Regions from separate parts of the Sus scrofa genome. Here region 1 is linked to region 2. A link is a contact called in public HiChIP or PLAC-seq data. All regions are on one chromosome and are shown on one strand. The core of a region is the stretch at or near the end of the contact, and the rest is flanking DNA. Distances in the headings are between cores, read along the strand shown.

Region 1 (5,703 bases), core at 652-3,151, 280 kb after region 2:
CATCTAGATACCTGGAACATGGAATAAACCCATTTCCCACCCCAGGAAGCTGGTACCCACTCCTGAGGCCCCGCCCACCCTCCCACACCTTGGCCTCCCACTGCCCACCTGCAGCTGGACCATCCCTCTCCGGGTTGATGCCCACGGCGCCAGGCCTCGGTCCAGGTCCTGCAGCAGGAGGCCCAGCCCCAGAAGGCAAAGATGCAGGCTGTCCTGCTCAGCCTCCAACACCTCCCAGCCAGAGATGGGGCGCTGGGGAACACAGGGGGCTGAGTCAGGGCCAGTGAGCCAACCAAGACCTTACCCCCACACTCCCACTGCACCCTTCTGCAGGCCCCTGCCTTCGGGATGCTTCTCTGCAGCAGAGCCCACCTCTGGGTGTGCACCAGGGCTCCTCCCACCTAAAGAAACTTCCCAGTGGGAGAACCTCATGTACAAATTCTCCAGGTTTTCAGATGTTCCTATTGTGGTTCAGCGGGTTAGGGACCTGACATGGTGTTTGATCCCTGGCCTGGCGCAGTGGGTTAAGGATCTGGCATTGCCACAAGCTGCAAATGTGGCTCAGATCTGGTGTTGCTGTGGCTGTGGCATAGGCCGGCTGCTACAGCTCTGATTCAACCCCTGGCCCCATATGACATATGTGGGGCCATAAAAAGAAAAAAAAAATCCAGGTTTTCAAGGCTCCTAGAAACTTATACATGTGGGGCATGGGAGTCCAGAGGGGGTGGGTGATGGAACTGGATACCCCACAGGAATGGGGCTACACCAAGGCCAATGATAAAATATCAAAGTACTTTTTTGGTAAAATATCAAAATACTTTTATAACAATCGGTTTAAAGGATCATGTCTAGAGCACCCCTCCCCACACAGATGCCCAGCACTTTTCCAGAATCATCACCTATCTCCGGTGTGGGGGCCAGATTCTGGGAGACAGACAGGAGGTAGAGGCGCACAGGGGCCCAGGACACCTCAGCTCACCTCACGGCATTTGGCCCCAGCTGAGTCCTCATGAGAAGTGGGCGTTGGCTCAGTGCCCCTCAGGCCACCCTGGAAGGGCTCGGGAGGGTCCAAAGTGTCCTGCCCCAGCTTCTGGGCCTGTTCCGACCTGAGAGGTAGGGGACATTGACAGGTGAGCCTAAGTCTCCATTATCCACCCTACCCTACCCCTGTCCTCAGCTACCTCTCCCAGGGCCCCAGGTGATCATAGCCACAACACCTCCTACCCTCGGAGTTCTCCTGTGGTGCAGCAGGTTAGGGATCCGGCATTGTCACCACAACAGCTTGGGCCACTGCTGTGGCGCATGTTCGATCCCTGGACCAGGAACTTCCACGGGTGCAGCCAAAAAGAAGGAAAAAAAACCTCTCCTACCCTCAAAGGGCCCCCTTTCACTGCCCCACCCTTTTGGGACCTTGGTTTCAAATGCCCCAGCCCCTACCTTATTCTCTCCTTTCCAGACGCCGGGCAGATGGCGTATCCAGCAGCATCCAGTTCTCTAGGGGCTCCAGGGGGGTGGCTGAAGGGCTCTGAGGTGGGTCTAGGGTCCAGGGGTGGGGGCAGGGCCATATTTGGGAGCCTAGGGACAGAAAGTCAGGATCCCCGGTAGGAGCCCTTTTTCTAGCGGGGGGGTATCCACTTAGACCTCCTCAGCAGGACTCAGCCAGGCAGAGACAGCCAGAAGCCCAGGGGCAGCAGGCTGAGCGCCACCTCCTTCCAGGTGGAACACTGGACCCAGGTAATTTGATGCCCAGCTCAGGTGACAGCAGCACCACTTAACTCCTTCCTCCCTAGTGGACCAGTAGCTGAACCTCCCAAGCTCACCCCACGCCCGGAAGGGGTATCCAGATATAACCCCGCCCTCCCAAGAGCCCTGGATTCTTCTCCACTCTATGACCCATCCAGGGCCCGCGCCTTCCGAGGTCCCAGATGCGGCGCCCCTTAGGAATCCCATCACCGGGCTCCCCGCCCCCAAATATCCAAAGCCAAAGTGAAGATTTTGTAGTTGTTTATTTGGAATGGGGCCTTTTCCTGTGGTTCCCACACAGTTACAAGGAAAATAACCCGCGGGAGCCGCCTCTGCCCCAGGGTTCCAAGGTCACAGGGCGGTAGTTGTCCAGAGCAGGCGAGAGCTCAGGAATCTGAGCGGGTCCGAGGGCCTGGAGTCACTTGCTGAGCAGGAGGCTAGCGCGCAGCACGCGGGGCACGCGGCGGATGGTCAGCGAGATGCGGGTGCCGCGGACCAGGCGCGCTCCGGGCTGCGCCGAGGGGCAGGCGGCTGCGTTGGGCGGCAGGGAGACTGCGTCCAGAGCGTCTATGCGGGCGGCTGCTATGCCATGGAGGAAGCGCGTGTAGGCGGTGCCACGGAGCACCAGCAGGCTGCGGGGTTCAAGCAGCAGCGAGGTGGCCGGCCGGGGCGGGGGCCGGGGCTGCGGGGCGGGTTGAAGGTTAGAGGGTCCCCAGAAGTCGGGGGTGGGGTGGGGGTGGGGGTGAGCGTGAGGGCGGCAGTTCAGGGGGCAAGGGTCAGCGAGTCCCAGGTACAACAAAGCCTGCGGGGCAGGTGTGCTCCCAGGGATCGGGACTTTGGAGTGCAAGTCCGGCGGGGGCCAAAGCCAGGCTTGCAGTGAAGTGGAGAGGGTGTGTGTGGGTGCGGGTGTCAGCAGTCCTCCGGGAGGGGGCAGGTCCTAGGCTGCAGATGGGGGCGTCTAAGAGTCTGCAGGTTGTGAGAACCGCAGCTGGGATCTGCAAGGGGCTGGGGCTGAGGCTGGGGGTTCAGCGGTCCCAGGAAACTCGGGTGGAACTGGGTGGAGGACTTGGCCTCCAGGAAGTGAGGAAGAGATAAGCAGGAGTGCTCTGGGCCCGTGTGCAGCTCTCTGGATGCTTGAGGACCCCGGCAAAGTAGGAGGGGGTGTCAGTGTATCCCAGAGCATGTCGGATTAAAAAGGAGAGCCCTAAGGAGCAGCTGGGGTCAGGGTGTCCAGGGGAGTGAACAGAAAGGCATCAAAGACAGAGGTTAGGGAAACTGTTGTCACGGGCATCCTTCACAGAGGGGAGGCAGGCTATCTGAGGGTCCTTGAGCAGTGAGTCATGGCTGAGGTGCCAAGAAGAATCTGAGGGTGTCCTGCATGGCAAATCACATTACCAGAGTGAGAGGGAGGAAGTCAGTGTTGGGGTGCCTGTGCAATGGCCATCGAGGGTCATGGTGTCTAGGAGGATGTCAGAGACACCCATGGGTGGATGGTATTGAGGTATCTGAAGAGCTCAGTGTCTGCAGGAGAAGTGGGGAGCCCTGCATGAGGTATTGGAGCACTCTGAATGTGTGAGGTAGGGATCTGCTGGATGTCAGGGTATTTGTTCAGCAGGTGGGGGTAATGGTGTGCCTGCGGACATCATGGTTTCTAGGGCACCCTGCTAGCAGAGGGGTCAGGCATCAGGGAGGATGGGGGTGCCCTCCATGAGGGGACAGATGAAGATGTCTGGAAGGCTATCAGGGGTACCTGGCAGGCTGGTGGGATTGGAGGATATGAGGTGTTGGAGCGCCCACAGTGGCTGGGGCGTTGTCTCGGGGCCCACCTGCTCTGTAGGGTCATCATCCTCTGGCTGCCGAGGCTCGTAGAGGTCCAGCATGGTGTGGGAGCCCAAGCTGATGGTGCTGACGGTCGGGTAGTAGAGTGGCCCGTCCTCGTGGGGCTGGGGAGTGGGCACCAGGGCTGGACAGGGCAGGAGTCCACACCCCCCACCCTCTGGGGCAAAAGGGGGGCTCCCCAGCTGGGGACAGGGAGGCGAATGCCTGGTTGGAGTATGTGGCTGCTTAATGAGAGTGGACGTGGGTCAACATGATGCCCTGCCCCATGGTGGATCTGAGGTCTAGGGGTCGGGGTGAGAGTGTGGTTACCATGATGCCCTCCCCAGGCAGATACTGGTTCACAAGGACGTGGTTGGCTGGGAGACCCCCAAAAAGGCTGAGGTCAGACACTTTGTCCACATAGCGCTGGAGCCACGGTGGCAGCCGCTCAGGAACCATCCCCCGGGGATGGGGGAGCCCACCTGGGGGAGGGGGAGGCTGAGGGCACCCAACCAAGGAGCCCCCCATGATGGATATCCTACTGGTTGGTAGTACTCTGACCTCCTCCGGGACCCCTAACTCTTTGAAGATCACCACTCTACCCTTCAGAGTTTTCCTGACTTCTCTAAACCCCTGGAAATACTCCCCAACTCATCAGGAAATCCCTAACCCCTCAGAATCCTCCTGGCCCTTGGGACCCCTTGAAGCCTTAGGGACCCCATCCCTACCAATAACTCTCCAGGACCAGGACCTCCCCACCCCCTACCCCTGACCACCCCACCAATGTCCTGAGACTATCCAACCTGAACTGCCTAACCCAGCCCACATCCCTAAATCACCCATGCCCACAGCCAGGGACACTTACCCCAGTTCTGTAACTTCCTCCCGGAAAGCTGGGTCCACTTTGGCTTTGGGGCATTGAAGACCTGGGAGGTGGGAAGGGGGTCAGTCCTTTTTCCAGGACCGCCCTCGAACTCTCCCACCCAGGCCAACACAGAGATTTTTACCTGGGGTGGAAATGGGTCATCTCAGTGTCTGTGGGATCATTCTCTGGGATAATGTTCCCAGGATTTTGTGGTTTGCCCTTTGCCCTATGGAGGCCACTAGCTTCGAAGCCCACCTGTGTTGCCCAGGATTGAGGAAAGGAACCAGGCAGGGCTGCACAATCAGGGTCTGAATCTACTCAGAGCTCTGGGCCAGCTTGGGCTCCTTCATCCCGGCAAACAGTTTGCACTCAATTTCCTGTTGCCTGGGCTGAGCAGTGGAATCCAGTCTGAGTTCTGGAATCTCCTAGTTCCTATCACCTGGGGGAAAGAATGCTAAGCTGGGCTCTTTGTAATAGCAAAGAAAATACTTGGAAAATTTTCCACTGCCAAGATTCCAAGGGTCTAGGAGTTCCCATCATGACACAGCGAAAATGAATCCGACTAGCATCCATGTGGTTGCGGGTTCGATCCCTGACCTCACTCAGTGGGTTAAGGGTCTGGTGTTGCTGTGACCTGTTGGTATAGGCAGCAGACAGCGGCTCGGATCCCACGTTGCTGTGGCTGAGGCATAGGCTGGCAGATGTAGCTCAGATTAGACCCCTAGCCTGGGAAACTCCATATGCTGCAGGAGCAGCCCTTAAAAGCAAAAAAAAAAAAAAAAAAAAAAAGGGTTCCAAGGATTGAGAATGGGCTGTCTCCAAGAAGTCTAAGAAATCTATTCTCTACTTGCTAATCTCTTTATTCCCTCCATGGTTACAGGGCTGGAATGGGCTGTCTCAGCGTGAGAGTCTGAGTTCTGTAGCTAGCTCATTCCTGGGACTCAAACTAGACAAAACTAGTTGGGAGAGCACAGGAAGATCTGTCTTCTGTGAGGTTCAGAGGCTGCAAAGGGCCATCCCAGTGTAAAGACTGAGCTTTGTAAATTCTTCTTTCCCCGAATACAGATTGGGCTATCTCAACCCAGGTGATCTGTGCTTGGTTCCCAAGATTCTGGGTCTGTACTGAACTGTCAGCACAGAGAAGCATTTCCTCTGTAACACTCTGAGGCCTGGGCTATCTCAGCACAGATACCTCAACACTGTAAATTCTTCAGTCCCCAAATCTCAAGGGCCTGAACTGGGCTATCTCAGCCTAGGTTTATAACTTCCTTTCCTCT
Region 2 (5,493 bases), core at 1,516-4,015:
AGCAGTTGCCAGTAGTGGCACATAGCAGGTACTGGGGTTCCTTGTTGACTGCAAAATGAGGAAGACAGAGAAGTCCACCCTTCCGCTCTCCCCGTGGAGGAATGAAGTAACACTGGCTGTGTTTCCACAGGTGTCAGCCTGGGATGACCGCCGGGCGGAAGGCACGTTTCCTGGGAAGATCTGAACTGGCCCCCCCACCTCATCTGTCCTCCGTCCTTCTCCACAGGGTGGTGCAGGGGGACCTGGATTCATGGTGATTCCCACCCTGAGATCCTGAATCATGGTTTAACTAATAATAAATACTCACTGGAAAAGTGTAAAGCTGTGTACGTGTAAAATAGCTGGATGATGGGGTGGAGGTTGAGGTGGGACTGAATTCAGGGTGCTTTTTTCTTTTCTTTAAATTTTTATTTTAATAAACATTGATCACCCATTTTTGCTTTCCTTCTTTTTTTTTTAGTCTCTTTTGACTCCAGGCTAGGGGTCAGTCAGAGTTGCAGCTTCTGGCCTTCACCACAGCCACAGCAGTGCCAAATCCGAGCCCCATCTTCAACCTATGCTGCAGCTTGTGGCAATGCCGAATCCTTAACCCACTGAGTAAGGATCCTGTATCCTCATGGATACTGGTTGGCTTCTTAACTCGCTGAGCCACAGCAGGAACTCCAAACAAGTTTTGTTTTGTTTTTGCTTTTGTTTTTAGGGCCGCACCCGCTGCATATGGAAGTTCCCAGGCTAGGGGTCGAATTGTAGCTATACCTGCCAGCCTGCACCACAGCTCACGGCAATGCCAGATCCTTAGCCCACTAAGTGAGGCCAAGGATTGAACCTGTGTCTTTGTGGATCCTAGTTGGATCTGTTTCCCCTGTGCCATGATGAGAACTCCAAGAAAAACAACTTTAAATGGAAAGTGGGTTGACTAAAAATCAAATTATCCGTTTTGATTGGAAAACATTTCATGTGTCTTATAAACCAATATCTGGACAGTGCAATTTCATTGTATTTATTATTTCTTTATTTATTCCATATCCTGTGGCATATGGAATTTCTGGGCCAGGGGTCTGCAGCCACGGCAAGGCAGTCCTGCAACATGGAGTTCCCTCCACCAGGGATCAAACCCAAGCCCCAGTTTCGACCTATGCTGCTGGATCTTTAACCCACTGTGCCTGGCTGAGATGGAACCCATCTGGTTGGGCCACAGAAGGAACTCCCAATGCAGGATCCTTTAATTCACTAGCTGGGCCTGGGATTGAACTCAAGCCTCAAAAGTGACCCGAGCTGCTACAGTTGGGATTCTTAATCCACTGCCCCACAGTGGGAACTCTGACAATAGAATCTTAAGTTCATTTGTTTTCCCATTTCTCACACACTGGGAGAACCAAGGCCCAGAGAGAAAGTGCAGCAAATGCCTAGTCCTGAGGTCTGAGGAGTTCTGGGGAACAAGCCAACCATCTTCGCCTGCGGAATCAGCCTTGTGCCGCTAGAGGGCAGCATTAGAGGGACCTTGGGCCTCTTGGCTGCGCAGCTGGTGAGGTGAAGCCTCGAGCTGCACCCGCGGCCAGAAGACATACTTTGCAGACGTCTCTGCACTCCGTTCCCACCACTGACCTGGAAAATGATCTGATGGTACCCATTCTGCAGATGAGCTAATGCACAGACCAGGTCCCGCTGTACGGAGTAGGTGGAACTGGGATTTGAACCTAGGCCTCTTTGATTCCACAGAATGAAGACACTCCCACCCACAGCTCCTTGCTGTGACCCTGCTTTGTCCATGCGTCGCGTGTGTGGTGGTGGGGGGCACTTTTCTCCCACCAGGCCCGTTCAGTCCCTTTTTCTAGCACACTCCCCCGCCCCCACCCTTTGCTCCTTGAACTCTTCTCAAAATTCTCTCACACAGCCCCCTACTTCCATTCTCCTCCTCAACCCAGAGCCCGAGCATCAACATTCCAAGCATCCGTCCCACATGCCTCCCTCCCCCAAATCCCTGCCTCCTCCAGCCGCCCTCCTCTGCTGGCCTCCCGGTCTTGGAGAGGCTAGATCCCCCAGCCAAGGAGGCAGTTCTAGGCTTCAGGAGTCAAGTGTGGGTTTGACTTCGATCTCTCCTCGCCCTCCAGGAAGGCTCTAGTCCTAAGGAGAGACACTGGTGGGGGGGAGGGGGAGGGGAAACCGGGACATTCACCCTCCTACACCGCCCCCTCCACCCTGACAGACTGGGGACCAGAGGTCACTGCACTTCACCCTGCCAAATAGATAGCACAATCTGGAATTTCAGGTCTATAAATCACTTGCAGGGAGAGGGTGCCTCATAAAGCTGTTCTCTACTGGTCAGCCCGCTCTCCTCTCATCCCCTGGTCAGGACCCCCTCCTCGCTTCCAGGAAACTGGCCCAAGGAGGGGCCTGGGCATATATAGGGAGCCACTGTGGGAGGGGCCACCCAGAGAGGCTCCTGGCGGAGAAGGTGAGGAAGGGGTGCTGGCACTCTGCATGGGCATGGGGAGTTGAGGGGGTCTGAGGCTCAGGGAAGGCCAGCCCTGAGCTCTGGCTGGTGACTGCTCCACCTGAGCCTCTGTTTCCTCTTCTGTAAAATGGCCCACTGTCAGCGTTGCGGGAGGCTGGGCACACTGGCTACCAGCCTGGGCCCAGCAGAAAGCTGAGAGCAGCCCCTGTTAGCTGGGATACGGAAGGGGAGCAGTGGGTCCGGCTGGGCCCTCCCTCCCTTCTTGGCCTCTCCCTGACCTCACCCCTGCTCCGGTGTCCCAGGCAGGACGATGGCTTCTGCGGCAGCAGAGGGGGAGAAGGGGTCTCCGGTTGTGGTGGGTCTGCTGGTCGTGGGCAACATCATTATTCTGGTGAGACACCCCCCCACACCTTTGCCGGGAGCCCACTGTGAGGGTGAGAAGGAGGGGGTGGTCCTGAGGCTGGGAGTCGGGTGGCTGGGGGCCCAGGATTCCCCCGATGGCCAATGCCATCTGGCTCTCAGGTCAGAAAATCCCAGCTATTCCTCTCCCCAGCGGTGTGATCTTGAGCAAGTGATCTGACTTCTCTCTGCCTATTTCCCCATCTATCATGTACTCACTCTGGGCATTGTTGTGTGGATTAGTCCACGTATGACCCTCAGCTCCGAAAAAGTGCTTGACAAGGGCCAGATATCATCATGAGTGTGATCTGGACCTGACATGCCTGCTTGGCACACAGGGGGCCCACAGTAATGAATAATAACAATGCCTTTTAATTTTGTGATTCTTTTTGTCTTTTTTTTTTTTTTTTCTTTTTCTTTTTTGGTCTTTTTGCCATTTTCTTGGGCCGCTCCCGTGGCATATGGAGATTCCCAGGCTAGGGGTCTAATCGGAGCCGTAGCCACCAGCCTATGCCACAGCCACAGCAACGCAGGATCCGAGCTGCGTCTTCGACCTACACCACAGCTCACCACAATGCCGGATCCTTCACCCACTGAGCAAGGCCAGGGATGGAACCCGCAACCTCATGGTTCCTAGTTGGATTCGTTAACCGCTGAGCCACGATGGGAACTCCAAGTATGTGATTCTTGTACCTGGCTCCGGAGCCAGAAAACCTGGGTTCAAATCTCAGCTTTGTCACCTTCTATTGTAGGACCTGGAGCCTCAGTGTCCTCATCTGTAAGATGGAGATACAGTAGGCGTGCTGAGAGGAGAAAATGAGTTAGTGGATTTGTGCTTTGGCCAGAGTTTGGCACACATGGTTGCTCTCTGCAGTGGCCACAGCACTAGTCAGGACAGCTGGTAACAACAGTGGTTAGTGCACAGAAAGCAGTTTCAAGGACCAATGACTGGCAGACAGTAAGTACTCTATGACTGGTAGTCTGATTTTTGGCAAAGGTATCCGCTGAGGTCTTCCTCTCACCTTCTCACCTTGTTCTCCATCACTATAGGTAGCCAGATTTTTAGTTTCTCATTTTATATATATATATGCCATATATATATATATATATGCCACACTGGTGGCATGCAGAAGTTCCCGGGTCAGGGACTGAACCTGAGCCACAAAAGTGACAGCACCAGGTCCTCAACCTGATGAGCCACCAGGGAACTCCTCTCCAATATTTCTTTAAGCAAATATAGGAAAAGGAACATATATACCTATTTTCTACTCTTTCTTGTTATCTATTTTCTCCCCTCTTTTGTCCAAAATGTAGCTCATTCTGCATCCTATTCCATGCTTCCCATTTCTTCCTGCTCACGTTGTCTGTGGGTCACTCCACATGGGTCCTCAGCCTCCCTGCCCTTTTCCACAACTGTGCAGTGCTCCGCTGTGTGGCATCCCAGCTGCTTACATGCAGTGCTGCAGGGAATAACCCTGTGCATTTGTGATATTCGCTGCATGGGCAGCTGTGCCTGTAGGATTGAGTCCTGCAGGTAGAATTGCTGGACCACAGAGTTGATACATTTGTAATTATTCCTGCCATGGCCAGATTCCCCTCCTCAGGAGGTAGCCACACTCTTCAGCAAAGGCGGGTACCCAGCACCTCCTTGGTGCCAATCACATTCTCCAGGCTTTGCATGTAGCATCTCCTCGAAACCCCTGGCACCTGGGGAGTGGGTAGGGGCCAGGGGTCTGGCTGGGGCCTCCATTCCCTTCTGGCCTCCTGCCCAGCCTCATGCCTGTTCATGGAAGGGGTGTCTTTGTCACCCTAGTTTCTTGTCCTCCTTACCGATGGGGCAGAGGGGGCTCAGAACGGGGAGGGCACCGGCTCACGGGGACTCATGCTGCTGAGGCAGCTGCCCCTGCGCAGGCCTCGCTAACCAGCTGCCCTGTCCAGTTGTCAGGCCTGGCCCTGTTTGCTGAAACGATATGGGTGACAGCCGACCAGTACCGCGTGTACCCGCTGATGGGCGTCTCAGGCAAGGATGACGTCTTCGCTGGTGCCTGGATCGCCATCTTCTGCGGCTTCTCCTTCTTCGTGGTGGCCAGCTTTGGGGTGGGCGCAGCGCTCTGCCGCCGCCGCTCCATGATCCTCACGGTGAGGCCCTGGGAGGACGGGATGGGGAGGGGCTCGCTGGGCGCAAAGATCATCTTCACAGAGTCACAATGACGACCACACCACAGCCGCTAGAATGCGGTCAGCACGGCTCCACACTCAGGCCTCGTGGCAGTCATTTCATGTCATCTGCCTGTCACTTAGTAACTGAGGCTCAGCTCTTACCCTCATCTTACAGAGAAAACCAGGGCTTGGGAGGCAGGGGAGGAAGCTCCGCACAGGAGGATGGCTCTTGAATTGCAGGTCTGAGATCTGAACCACAGCTGGTTGGTCTCCGGGGTCTGTGCTTGTGAGCTGGATGAGCTGGACAATAATAATAACACAGCTACGATTTAATGAGCACTCATTACATCCTACAAGCTCCATGTAGATTAGTTTGTTTGTTCCTCACAACCCATCATCATCCTCATCAGCAGCATCATGAGCCCATTTGATAAGACTTGAAACTGAGGCTCAGAGAAGTGAATCCGCTTATCCAGGGT

Evidence for each region. HiChIP or PLAC-seq counts read pairs in DNA pulled down with a chosen protein or histone mark.
Region 1: an H3K27ac HiChIP or PLAC-seq map of alveolar macrophages shows a contact between it and region 2. The contact joins the promoter of SYNE4 here to the promoter of UPK1A in region 2. A contact is called at or near these places in 1 of 5 promoter capture datasets (fetal liver) and 1 of 2 datasets of contacts at active chromatin or transcription factors (alveolar macrophages).

What each region holds. Positions count from the first base shown.
Region 1 is chr6:45,382,968-45,388,670 of Sscrofa11.1, forward strand. It overlaps SYNE4 (nesprin-4), which reads right to left and starts at 1,902. Exons shown (of 8, transcript XM_003127070.5): 1 at 1,438-1,902; 2 at 980-1,106; 3 at 109-252. The coding sequence starts at 1,565. It overlaps ALKBH6 (alpha-ketoglutarate-dependent dioxygenase alkB homolog 6), which reads right to left. Exons shown (of 7, transcript XM_021097221.1): 4 at 4,427-4,487; 5 at 3,892-4,043; 6 at 3,570-3,786; 7 at 1,988-2,425. The coding sequence ends at 3,586.
Region 2 is chr6:45,102,353-45,107,845 of Sscrofa11.1, forward strand. UPK1A (uroplakin 1A) reads left to right here and starts at 2,766. Exons shown (of 7, transcript NM_001123211.1): 1 at 2,766-2,846; 2 at 4,793-4,993. The coding sequence starts at 2,766. It overlaps COX6B (COX6B protein), which reads left to right. Exons shown (of 4, transcript NM_001097497.2): 4 at 131-432. The coding sequence ends at 184.